Regions from separate parts of the Pan troglodytes genome. Here region 1 is linked to region 2. The links are chromatin contacts, called in public Hi-C maps. All regions are on one chromosome and are shown on one strand. The core of a region is the stretch at or near the end of the contact, and the rest is flanking DNA. Distances in the headings are between cores, read along the strand shown.

Region 1 (6,282 bases), core at 3,328-5,827, 320 kb before region 2:
ACAGGCGAAGAGCTGAAGCCATCTTTGATATATATTTCCCATTCCCTCTTCCCTGGAATGTTATTAGGCACATTAGGTTCTAACTGGAGCACTAATCATTGAATCATTTATTATTCTGCACATGCCCCTTACTGGTAGTCAGTGAAACTCAGACGAGAATACCCTACCCAGGATTTGATTGTGATGACACATGGCAAGATGTCAAGCATCTCCAGAGGCCTTAGATGTTTGGCCTATTGCCATTTGAGAAATGGCCTCTGATTTTCATTTAGACTTCATGAGGATGTTGCAAAAAATTGTTCTTATAACTAGTGCTATCTGTAATTCTTAATGGTAGTCTTGGAAATGTGGTAGCATTGTACAGTTGGGCTTATAGTCTCTGAAGAATCTTTGCTGTCTCAGAAGAACTCAAGGAAACTGAATTTCCAGACCTGGCAAAGATCCATTTTTTTAAAACTGCTTGTTTAGCCTTGTTGCCTTGAGTCAAATAAAGCAAGTTACTTTATGAAGCATGAACAATGGCAGAAACATATCATTAAAATGTTAATTTAATTTGACTTGTTGAGGTAAGAATTCAGACAGTTTGGTTTACCGAAAAGAGACTGGGATTAGTGGTACTGTTGTTGATCTGGAATGAATCTGGTCATGTGAATGAGAGTTCTAAGGCAAAGAGAATGGGTGTAGTTATGAAGACTTTCTACCTTTGCTGTAGGTTCAGCACTAAAGTATAAAATGTGCTTTCTTCAGTTGTTCATTTTGTACTTTTGGCACACATTAAATCCACTTTTAAGAGGTAGGTAAATTTAATCTGTATTTGGCTGATAAGTTTAAATTTGTGATCATATGTTTTTCATTTATTCCTCCCTTTTCCTCACTTCTCTGAACCAAAATGGGATGAAGGTCTCATTCTCAAATGCTGTGATCTTGTTTTGCAAATCACCAACGGGTCCATCGTATAAGTTAAAACTTTGCAGGCCCAGGTGTCACAAGAGTATTCTTTTCTATTTGCCAAGACAAAATCCCGACTTATGGCTTGGGACCATATTGTAAAATGTAAATAACATTTTAATGAGTACTATAGAGGAAGAGTTTGCTGGGCCAATTGCCCACCACTGAAGGGCTGGATTTAAGTGTACCTTGGGTTATAATGAAACTAGTTTGGTGGTCTTAGCCTCCCTAGTAGACATTTTCCCACATTAGAAAACCAGCACAGGATTTCATGCAATTCCGTACAAAGGACAATTGCAGCTCTGCTCAAAACCAGAACTGGAGTGTGGATGGGGTAACTAGAGGAGAAGCTAGAGGAGGAAGAACAACAGGGAGCCTTTCAATCCAAAGTTAAACTCCTGCCTAGATTTAGGAGGAAAAGGGAAGGGGAAAAATAATTGCATATGTATTTTTATTTCTGTCCACATTCTGTAATCTCAAATACCATCTGAAGATATCTTCTCCTTTCCATTTCCTGCACTGTCCATGTTCTTGACTCTGTGAGAATATGTATTTCAAAAACTTTGACTAAAAGCATTGTGTTAACCTCTCTATACTAGTAACTCCAGCTCCTGGAGCTGTAGGACTCAACACCCACATCTCAACTAGATTCCATAGAAATTGTATTCATGTGTTTCTTACCTCTCCTGATTCCAAATTCATCTTTTCTAACTAGCTGCATCTCACTTGTCCCTTAACCAAGGTGCCGTCCCAGTTCCCATAGGGGGCCCTTTGTAATGACAAGTACACACCTTCATCTCTTCGTTTTTGCACTAGTCTATATGGAAGTTAGTGCCTAATCATATACATTTGATACTCTATTACTGTTCTAATTGACTGACTGAAAGTATAAGCCAACCTTTTAAAGCTAGAGGAAAAAAACCCCAAGTGTAAGATGCTACACTCCTGACCTCACTATACTTCAACGAAAGAGAATTATTCAGTCCTTTTTCTCTTTGGAAAAAGACTCTGGCTCTAAATCCCTTAATGATTCTACCTGATTTAAATCTGACTATAATCCTGCATGGTAAATTAAGATTCTGCACCTTTTCACCCTTGCTTTTGGAATAATGTGTCTAACCCAACACCTGCCTAGAGATCAGATCCTCTAAATGATCCAAAGGCATTCTGCTTGGGAATGGAAACCGTAGCATCAGCTCCAAGAGAAGCAAATGGTGCTAACTCCCTCTGACTCGGACAGTGCTTCCACTCATGGGGGCTTCATAAGTGGTTGCATTTAGAGACCCGCTCCCTGAAAAAAAGGACATCTGTTTCTTCCAGTTGCATGCAGAGTTCCCTGAACAGTCATTACAGGTCTCTTCCAGCATCCCCTTCCCTTCAATGTCCCCCACCCCCATTCCCACTCCCAGTAAAATTAGACAAGCCTATATTCTACTTAGAGGAAGAAGGTATTGTCCCTGGGAGGTTCCCAGGTCCCCAGCCATTAGAAGAAATCTCCAGGTCTGTCTCAGCACAGTACTTCCCTGTAGCAGGATAATGTGCCCTTCCTGGAGCTGGGCCGACTTTGCCCTAAGGTTACATTTCTACACAAAGAAGCCTTTAAGGGTGCTGTTGCAGGCCTCCACACTGGAGGTTTATATCTGTCAATCTTAGAAAAAAAGGAGGCTGTAATAAAACTGCAGGAGCCAGCAGTGGGGGATTACAACTCCAGGATCAGAGGAGGTCTGCCTCACAGCCCCGCTAGATGCTGAGGTTGGCCTCTCTGAGGATGGAGAACAATAAAGCGGAAGGAATTTAAGTCAATTGGCTGCTGGATTGCATTAGCAGGACTCAGAGAAGGGGCACTTGCTGAGGGTGGTGCCTGGATTCTTGGCCGCTGCCCTTGTGCCAACCAAGCTGGGAGATCCAGAGTCTGAGGGAATGAGAAAAGTTCACCCAAGTCCAACAAGTTGGGGAGGCCTGTGGCATGCAGACACCCAAATTGGAGACTGTGTGTGCTGCAGCCATTGCAGCTCCAAGTGTAATTTAGTTGATTTACAGTTAATATGAGCAAATATTAATTAAGGTTTCAGTGAGTGACCATGATAGGCAGAAAAACAGGAAATACATCAGAAGGTGTGCTGGAACACTTTGCAAAGAAAACAGGAGGAAAAGCAAAAGTAGTGGCCTCTGGGAGCTGGGCAAAGAGAGTATTGGGGGAGTCTGAAAGTGGACCTGCCTGGTGGAAGGCATGCAGGTGGGGGAGGTGGAGTAGAGAATAGAGAAGAGAATAACTGAGACTAGAGGACATCACTGACACCTGCCCAGCAGCTCTGCAGCCTTGAATTTGGCAGTGTGGTCCTGATGCCTGCATGGAAGGCTTGTTGGACCCAGCTTGAGAGCTTCCTAAAATATCCTTGGGCCTGATGCAATATCACTTTGTGATGGCACTGCATTGCGATGTGGTGACAGGATAACCTGGTGGTGGAGAGGGAAGGCCTTTTATGTCTTCATATGATTTCATCTGAGAGAGGCCAAATGAGCCTGGCACTCCCAAAGGAGAATGGGTGGGTTGGAAGAGTGGTTAAGCTCTCTGATGTGGAAGGAATAGAGTTCCCGTCCACCCACCCCCACGACAGAGGGCTAGATGCCTGGGAGATGCTCAGTTAGGAGAGGGAAACTCTGGAGGACAACCCCAAGGGGCCTCTCAGCAGTTCACAGGGGCTGTAAAACGCTAAGGGGAGGAAGGGCAGTGTTAAAATCAGCCTTCACCTGGAGAAGGCAGCACAAAGAACAGGGCAGCTTCCCCCTAGAATATGCCCTCTGAGTAAGGGAAAAGGGAAAGGAGAGACGACACAGGCCTAGTGTGGAGAAAGCCACCAGGAACTCCAGCACTCTCCAAGGTTTGGCCTAGGTCATCTCCAAATAAAAACAGTTTGCCTAGCTCTAGGCAAGCCCTTGTTCTGCATAATGATTTGAATTTTGAAATGTGACTTAAACCTTGCAAAGGAATGCAACTCTTTTCTCCCTCCCCCAGGCCATTCTTTCTTAGAGGGCCAGAGGTGGATCAGAGGGAGGAAGGTTTAAAATTTTAGCCCCTTTACCAAAACATGGAAAGTGTCAACCACTATGTCTCCCGCCATCCCCGCCCCCAATGCTCAAAGTGTTCAAAACTAAAAGCTACAGCATCTTTTCAGCAAGTAATCAGCACAAGTTGAAAGGCACATGCTGTTGCATTTCTGATCAGATTGTATGTTAAGCAGGAAAATATACCCCCACCCCAACCCTTTTTGGCTAAATGCATGTCTGTTTAAAGAAGCCACCAGGCAGTGCCTCTCACTTTGTCTTGGCAGGGCACAACCATCAGACGAAGTGGGAGGAAGAAACATTAACTTCAACAGCTGTTTCTTGACCCCGGCTGTCAGTCTTCCCAAGAATAAATTTTGGAGAGTCCTATTTGAAACAAAGAGGGAGTTTTGGGGGAGAGAAAAGTTGGTTGGTTCCAGGGCGACCGCCCAAAGAAGCAGGGAACAAGATGTTTGCAGTTACCACGCAGCCTGCAAGCCTCTGCCGGGTGCAGGGATGGAGCAAAGTAACTTGAAAGCTCCCCTCTCGGCGCCCTGTGCCTGCAGCTTCCCCCCCTAACGCGCGCCCAGATCCAGCGCCGGTGGTAGGAGCCGTAGCTCGACTACAGTAATTCCCCAGCTCGGGCGGCTTGAAACTGCTCGGGCTGAATAGCATTTGCTGTTCCGTCCTGCGGCCGCCTCCCGCCGCGGCTGCCGCGCTCCCTGCAAAGCAGCTCTCATTATCCCGGAAGTTGTGCTGACACAGTCTCGCTGCCACCAGAAGTTTGTCAACATCAAACTTCTCCTGTGTGGGGTACGTTCACCTTCCACGAGTATTTAATCGATCCAACAAGCAAATAAACAAACCCAAATAAACCTGCCCGTGATGTTATGGTCTTTTTTTTTTTTTTTTTTTTTGCTTTCCTGGAAAGCTGGAGCTGTTAGGAATGTGCTGGTGGGGTCTGAGAGTGCCTGTGGGGTGGGCGGGGGGGTGGGCGGATGGAGATAAGGGAGACGGCCCCCCGGGTGGGGAGTGAGGAAGGGGCAGCGGAGGCGGCAGGCGGGCAGCTAGAGCTGGGGGCGGGAAGGCGGCTGGGGCTGGGGGCCGGCGAGTGGGTCCTGCAGCCTCTTGGCTGCTGCTTGTTTGGAGGATGTACGGACAGGGGCGAAGGTGGCTTTGGGTCCCCCGACCCCGCAACAAAGGTTATGTGGAAGTGATGGCGAGGCAAAGCTGGGAGGGCCGGGACGCCCACTGTGCTCTCCACACTCCTGCAGGACATTTCTGCAGACATCTCACGGCATCTTTCGGAATAAAGGGCATTGGGGTCATAAAATGTATTCTGAGACTTAAATTGCAACATTTAAAAAAATTCCATAGGATTGGAGGGCAGGGATGTACCATCATTTCTGTCTTTGAGAGGTCTATTCTGGTATCCTTGATTAAGACCATTTGGTCTAAACTTAACTGACTTCCTCAGCCAGGTCTCGGCGTTTAGTTCAAGTTGCAGCAACACAGTTTGATGTTTGTGGTTTCCAGTTGCTCCCCTGCTGAGATGCTCCAGGTGCTCCACCAGCGCCTGGGGACTCTGATTAACACTTTCCATTCCATAGTTTTACCCGGACAGGGTCAATCCTGCTCAGATGATGGAGAGGACAAGGTCGGCCTTGCAGAGTTGAGACACAGGCATTCATGAAGGGGTGCTACTTGGGGGCCACAGGCTTTTGTGGAGGGGCTGGAACTTCAGACACTGATAATAACTTTGTATCTGCTTCGGAAAGCCACTAGTACTGCACTCAAACAGGGGAGAACAGAAAGGGGGTTGCGGTAATACCCCACGTGGTGTCCAGGCAGATGGGGCGGCTGAGAGAGTTCAGTATCTGTCCACCTGTGGGTGCAGCAACATTCTTCTCTACTCTTCAAAAATAAGTCGGAGTGAGTAAATATCTCTGAAGAGATTAATATTACTCATTATCCCACTATGATATTGTGGGAGTGGGGAGGCAGGTTTCATCCATTTAGGAAGCGAAGAGCTGAATTTTCTCTTCTTGTTGGTCATCTGTTAGTGAGTATGTTTTTAGGAAAATTAGGTCTACAGTCATGTATCTTCAATATCAAGAAGCAAGATGCTTTCTCCTCTTTTTCAAACTGCCCTAAACTGGAAAATTGTATCAGTCTTAAGGGGCCAGCTTACCTTAAACAAAAAACAAAATCTGAAGAAAATATAACCGGGGCGTTTCTTGAAACTGGAAGGTACTTTGGACAAACAGAAATCAAATGCATTAAAATACA
Region 2 (6,141 bases), core at 3,290-5,789:
AAAATTGTATCTTAACTAGCAGCACTGGGTCTCAGGCAGTCTATTTCTGCACTTTTCTATAGAAATTAATGACCCAAATCCTTCGATTCAGTATGCACTTAAGAATTGCACAGTGATGGCCTAAGAAGAGAAATAGCTCAATAGAGAAGATTAGAGAATAAACACACACACACACACACACACACACACACACACACACAGAGGTATGGTGACATTTAAAGTCAATGGAAAAAAGATGAACTATTGAAATCATCTAGGAAAATTTCTTACCTCACACTATATACAAAACAAAAATCAGTTGGATTAATGATCTAAATTTTAATTTTAAAACATGTATATAGTAAAGAAATTTAACATCTTTATAATTTGTAAGACTGAGGTGGGGTACAGCAGGAAGCCTTCTGATGAAGACATGTAACTTAGAAGCTATAAACAGAAAATGTACAGATTTGACTACATAAAAGTAAAAAAAGAAAATCCTTTGTGATAAAAAAGTACAACAAACGGTTGAAAGAAAACAGAAAGTGTTTTTTATATATGTGTGTATATATGTATATATTTCACACATATCCTTGCACACCTATTTTTCTATGGTGCAGACATATATTTATCTCTAATAGTTATTATTTCCGATGTACAAAGAGTTTATATAATTCAATAAGAAAAATGCAAATATTCAGAAAATAGGTAAAGAATAAAAACAAGCAAATCATGGGAGAATACAAATTACCAATAAACATATTGGTAAAGCTGCTCACCTTCACTAGTAAGTAACCAAGAAACTAGAAATTAAAACGATAAGAAATTGATACTTAAAAATTCATCAACAGGCAAAAATTAAAAACAATATTCAGTATTTATTGGATATAGGAAAAGAGCATTCTCAGACATTTTTGCTGGGAATATAAATTGATACAGCCTTTTTCTGAGGATGGGATTTTTGAGATTCAGCATCTCTTGAAATTTAAAATGCTCATATCCTTTGATACAGTGATTCCACCCTTAGGAATCTGCACCATAGAAAAAATAGAGGTATGCAAGGGTATATGTGCTGTGATATTCATTGCAGCCTTATTTGTAAGTAGCAGAAAACTATAATCAACCTAAAATATCTGGCAATATGGAAATGTTAAAAAAAAACACAACAGCAACTATGGTGTGGTCATGCAGTGAAATATAGAGAAGGCATTAAAAGGCACTAAATCTATAGCAGTGACTTGGCAGCACGTGGCAGGATGCCCACGAGTGAAAATATCCACTCTAGGAGCATATGTATATATAGCAGGATTTAAGCAGGGGCGGGGGTGGGGAGGAGGTGTGTGTGTGTCTATGTGTGTATATGTATTTGTGTGCCAAAAATCAAAAAGTCTAAAAAAAATACACTCTGGCCTGTTAACGATGGTTACAAACCTGAGGTATAGGAGTGCTGAGATGAGGGGAATTTCATTTTTTCTTTTATGTACTTGTGCAATATTTGTAATTTTTACCACCAAGATAGAATTATTTTATAATATTAAGAAAGGAAATTATAAATGCTAAGCAACCCAATTATTGACCAAAAAGAAAGAATTTGGTTAAAAGAATTGATGTAATAGAAGGTACAGATACCTATGCCTAGTGAAAATTAAAAAACAAAACAAAATAGAAAAATCTTTTTCTTGCTACTGTATTAATTTTCTGTATCTGGCATATTTATTTCCATGATTTCTTTCTGGTTATTTTATTATGTTTAATTGATGGTGTTTACTGGAGTTTAGTGAAAAATATTTTGTAAACATCTCCAGTTGTGATTTATCCATTGTAATATCTCCCCAGTGAACTGACTGTGAGTAGGGAATTACAGAATTATCTGTAAAGGAGATACAGATCTTGAAAGTAGTCTGGGGCTTTGCTTATCTCCACAGGAAACCTTATTTCATATTGATAAAGTATGAAATCTTTCCTTAGTTATTTCTGATTGTTCATTGTTGTTACTGTTTTAATGAGAGGTAGAAATGAGCTAAACCAACCTGCTTCATTCCTTCTAGTACTAATTTAATTTCAAAGGAAATTCTTCGACCCCAATAAATAAGTGAAAGTGGATGGAACCAGGGTCTGACTCAACATGTCCAATTAATTGCTTCTAAACAGTAAGGTACATTCTTTTAAAAGCCCCACACACAAAAATCAACCAGTAAAAAATGATCAGGTGAGAAGTGAGATGACTATCATCATCTCTGCTTACAAAACTCTGTTCAAGTTGACATTAATATTTGCCATCTACTCTATTATAAATCAAGATTTATTGTAGAAATATACCAAAGATAGCACAATAATGAAGAAAACAGAATCATCTCAGGTTTTGAAATATACCTAACAAATTCAACCTCTTGCAAAATAACTTTCTTATTCAAAATGGAACTGGGAATTGTTCAGCACACAGTGAATCATCTTTTGGCAAGTACAATAGAATCTTTAGGGACATTTCACAGCCTCTTGTTCAATTGTTAGGATGTTTTTAGCTTTCACAGGTAGGGAAGAAGGTAGCTTATATAGCCATCATCTTGTTGCTAAAATTGTACAGTAAAGATTTTTCAGGCAATAGATCTTTTCAGATTTTTTTTCCTTTTTCTTTATCCAGAGCCTCTTTGTGTCTCAAAAACAATCTGGAATTACTTAATGCTAATGTTTTCTGGTTTTACTATTTACCCAGGACTCAAATGTTAAACATTAATATGGGAAACTCCCTTTTCCTTGCCTCATAGCCTTATATTTATTTAACTGTTATTTTGTGAGAAGAAAATCTCCTCTTTTCCTCTCCATGTTAGTACTTTTCTTATTAAGAAACCCGTTTTCGTTTTGTTTTTGCTTTTTTTCAGGAGGCTTTCGAGCTACCCTTGGATGATTGTGAAGTGATTGAAACTGCAGCAGCGTCCGAAGTGATTAAATATGAGTATCATGTCTTATATTCCTGTAGCCACCAAGTGCCTGTACTTTACTTTAGGGCAAGCTTTTTAGGTAAGACCATGTCTGAAGCTAAAAGTAAATTTATAACATTTACATATAAAGCAAAAAGCATATTTGGAAAATTATTCTCCAGAGGAAAAAAAATAGAGTTAAAAATGAGAAAACTGTGGGTGAGGTAAGGTTTTACCAGTAAATTTTCTCATGCTTCAGAAAGGGTATCAAGACTTCAGCGTGAATGATATCATCTCAGCCTTAAGTCTGATCTTCAGATTCTTGGCCTTTTGCCTGAAGTTGACTAGGCCCCCTGGCCCTTTTTCTTTTCTTTACTTTAAACAAGTAGGAACAACTTAAAGCTACAATGTTTATTTACTTCTAACTTTACAGTAAAAATTTATTTTAATCTCAGATGATCCAATTAACTCAGAAGCCCCTGTGCCTCCTTCCCCAAAAGCTAATAATTATTTTAAGAAATGTTTATCAATTAGCTTAAGCTGTATTTAAAAATAGCACTAACATTTCCTTCAGCCATCTATACATCTCCAATGCCTTAGCTTCCTGTGATGCTGTTCCTCAACTCATTCCCCTGCCAAGAAGGTGGAATACCCTGTCTCCTTGGAGGCCTTAGCTAATAAAGCTTATTTAATCAGCAGCCACATGGCGTCCTCACTCTGCAGCACAGCCATGACTTTCCGCTTAGAGTCCACTGCCTAAATCGGGTCAGCATTGGGATGTGCTGCCACCCAGGCCCAGGGACCAAGATGAGCCTCCTGTTCAGCCAACCCCTTGCCCTATTTCTCCTTTTGTATCTGGCCTTATCAGCAGCATTGTGCATTTTGAACAGCCTTCTGACTTTTTTCTGGATAGCTAAGACATCTGAATTTAGCCAATGATATTTTATTTTTAATTAAAAAGTAGCTTAAGCTGCTTGAATGTATGTTTGGTAGATTTAATCACTTGCTGTTATATTGTTTAATGGTCTCTAATTTTGCAGTGTTGGCAGTTTAACAAGCACTTAGGATTTAAAACACAAGAAGAAATTCTCATAGACTCCCTGGTGAGAAGATTTTAATCTGAGGTGCAGTTCCTAAGAACTGACAATTTGGGGTAAATTTTCAACATGGGACATGGGGAATGGAGGACACTGATAGTTCACTAATTCACAAACTCTTGCTGTGGATTTATCCATATAATTATTACAAGCCTTTAAAACACTCATTTTATGGTAATTATATTTGGTTTGGAGCCCAGAGGTTAAAGGAAGTTTCTTGTCAGTGAGCTGTGCTATACTAAAAAATAGGAGATATATTTGTTTATTCAGGGGGAGGAAAATGTCTTTCTTGGTTCTGGTTTGCAATGGCTCTGCCTTCTAGATTCAGAGACAAGTCGAGGCTGCAGGTAGAGGAAATAGGACATTACTTCTTCAATACTGTACTTTCATATAATTAGTATTCACCATAAGCAGTTAATCACCAGAGAAGAGCTCCCAGAGACAAAACAAGTTGTTTAGCTTGTCAGCATTAGGGAATCAGAGGTGTTGAAACATGACTGCTTCTAGCTGGAAGTGGGTCTTGCCAAGGCCGGCTGATGAGCTCATATGTGTGCTTTGCTCTTATGTGCCAACAGCTCCCCTTACAGTACAGCACAGTAATTGTTCCTGCAAGTCCAATTATATTTTAATGACATTGGTGTAGTTTCTGTGATCCTTTCTTCACGATTTTCTATTCTTTTAAAAAAACACAATTAGCATTCTTGGCTTCTATTCGTATACTTTTACAATGCCCTCCATTTATGCCTTATAAAGGTAAACCAAAACAAGTCATTTGTTTTTATGTAGAAGCATTCACCCCCCACCACCACTGCTTTGTGTTGTGTAGAGTGGGTATTAGGAATTTAAAATTTTATTTTGGCCCAGAATTCATATAGTGCTTGTTCAGGTACATTAAAATATCAAATTTAATTTTTGTGCAGCATACTGAATGTTTTCTGGTGGAGAAACATGAAGAATGGTTCTTTCTTTCCTTTATCATATTCTAATAATTTATTTTTTCTTTCCACCTAACTTAACCTCATGGATATTTTTAAAATGTATCAACCTTTACTCTGGAGTCACAATTTTTCATTCATTCCCCCCCAGTCTTTTTTATTCTCCTTACTTCTTCCTGTGATATCTGATTACTCTGGCCCTTCATCTGTTTGTTAAACAAATCTCTGTCAGTGTGGTGAAAGGATTCCTAATGTCTTCCTCTTATTCCAGGCCCGGATTTTTCTTTGTCTCATTCTAAGAGAGTTCCGACCTAGAAAGAGGATGACTGTAAAATTTCTTGCCCAGGGGTCTTTTTTTGTTGTTGTTGCTTCAAAAATAGTTCACTTAGCCTTGTTTTTGACAGATATTTATAATTTCTTTTGCATTTGATTGTTAGTACAAATTAATTTCTCTGCTTTGCTCTAAATTTTCTCCCTGTACCTATTTTTTTAAGGAAAAGCAAAACAAGTAATAAATAGTTTCCATTTAAATTTACATTACCCTTTCTTGTATCAACTTGTTTAGATTTCAGAAGAAATCTTTACTCTGGTTCTCGAAATGCAAATCCCTTAGACTTTGAGTTCCTTTTCTTTATATGGTCCAGTTTCCACCAGGCCAATTACTAGTAGCCCAAGACTCAGTTAACATGCCATCTATTCTTGTCGCTCGCATGTCATGTCATGTCATATCATATCATATATTCTATTATATCACAATTTGTACTATAGCAGAAATATTTGTTTATATCTATAAAATGATATGCTGGAACATAGAGCTTCAAGGTAAAAACAAGAGTGAAGGAAATTGATACTGAGTGCCTACAAAGTGAGAAGCTTTATTTATGGCTTTGTGTGTATACATGTATAAGATATATGTATGTATATATATGGCTTATTCAACTGTGGCACAGCATCAAGTATTTGTTAAGTGAAACGATAATGAAGAATTTCTAGTCATTTAAAAAATATAGCCCAAGAATGGAAACATTGTGATGGTGCCTACTTCAACTGCTATGCCAGGTTTTGAAAGAGGAAGTAATTCTGTTGTCTCCAGGAGACCTAAGACCCAAACCATCTATGTATCTTTACTCTTTAGTCTGATACTTTTCAGAGACTATAGGAGTAGTGGACTTAGAAAAATAGAACATCCTGAGGACTCAAAAGTGGGTATCC

What was found. A called contact is a pair of places that touch in the nucleus more often than the background predicts.
Region 1: a contact with region 2 is called in a Hi-C map of stem cell-derived neural progenitor cells, with 7 times the contacts expected there. The contact joins two enhancer-like sites. A contact is called at or near these places in 4 of 7 Hi-C or Micro-C datasets (blood, induced pluripotent stem cells and stem cell-derived neural progenitor cells) and 1 of 1 datasets of contacts at active chromatin or transcription factors (stem cell-derived excitatory neurons).

Annotation. Positions count from the first base shown.
Region 1 is chr4:34,206,841-34,213,122 of NHGRI_mPanTro3-v2.0_pri, reverse strand. No RefSeq gene overlaps it. Among named protein-coding and RNA genes, the nearest start is that of SSBP2, 99 kb to the left of the region's middle. Within about 2 kb of position 4,577, at least 22 of the 24 cell types and tissues checked have an H3K27ac peak or open chromatin away from gene starts, as enhancers often do. A contact at or near this core is called in induced pluripotent stem cells, stem cell-derived excitatory neurons and stem cell-derived neural progenitor cells, where this site is marked.
Region 2 is chr4:33,890,774-33,896,914 of NHGRI_mPanTro3-v2.0_pri, reverse strand. ATG10 (autophagy related 10) reads left to right here. Exons shown (of 8, transcript XM_003310661.6): 4 at 2,859-2,997. Among named protein-coding and RNA genes, the nearest start is that of RPS23, 110 kb to the right of the region's middle. Within about 2 kb of position 4,539, at least 16 of the 24 cell types and tissues checked have an H3K27ac peak or open chromatin away from gene starts, as enhancers often do. A contact at or near this core is called in induced pluripotent stem cells, stem cell-derived excitatory neurons and stem cell-derived neural progenitor cells, where this site is marked.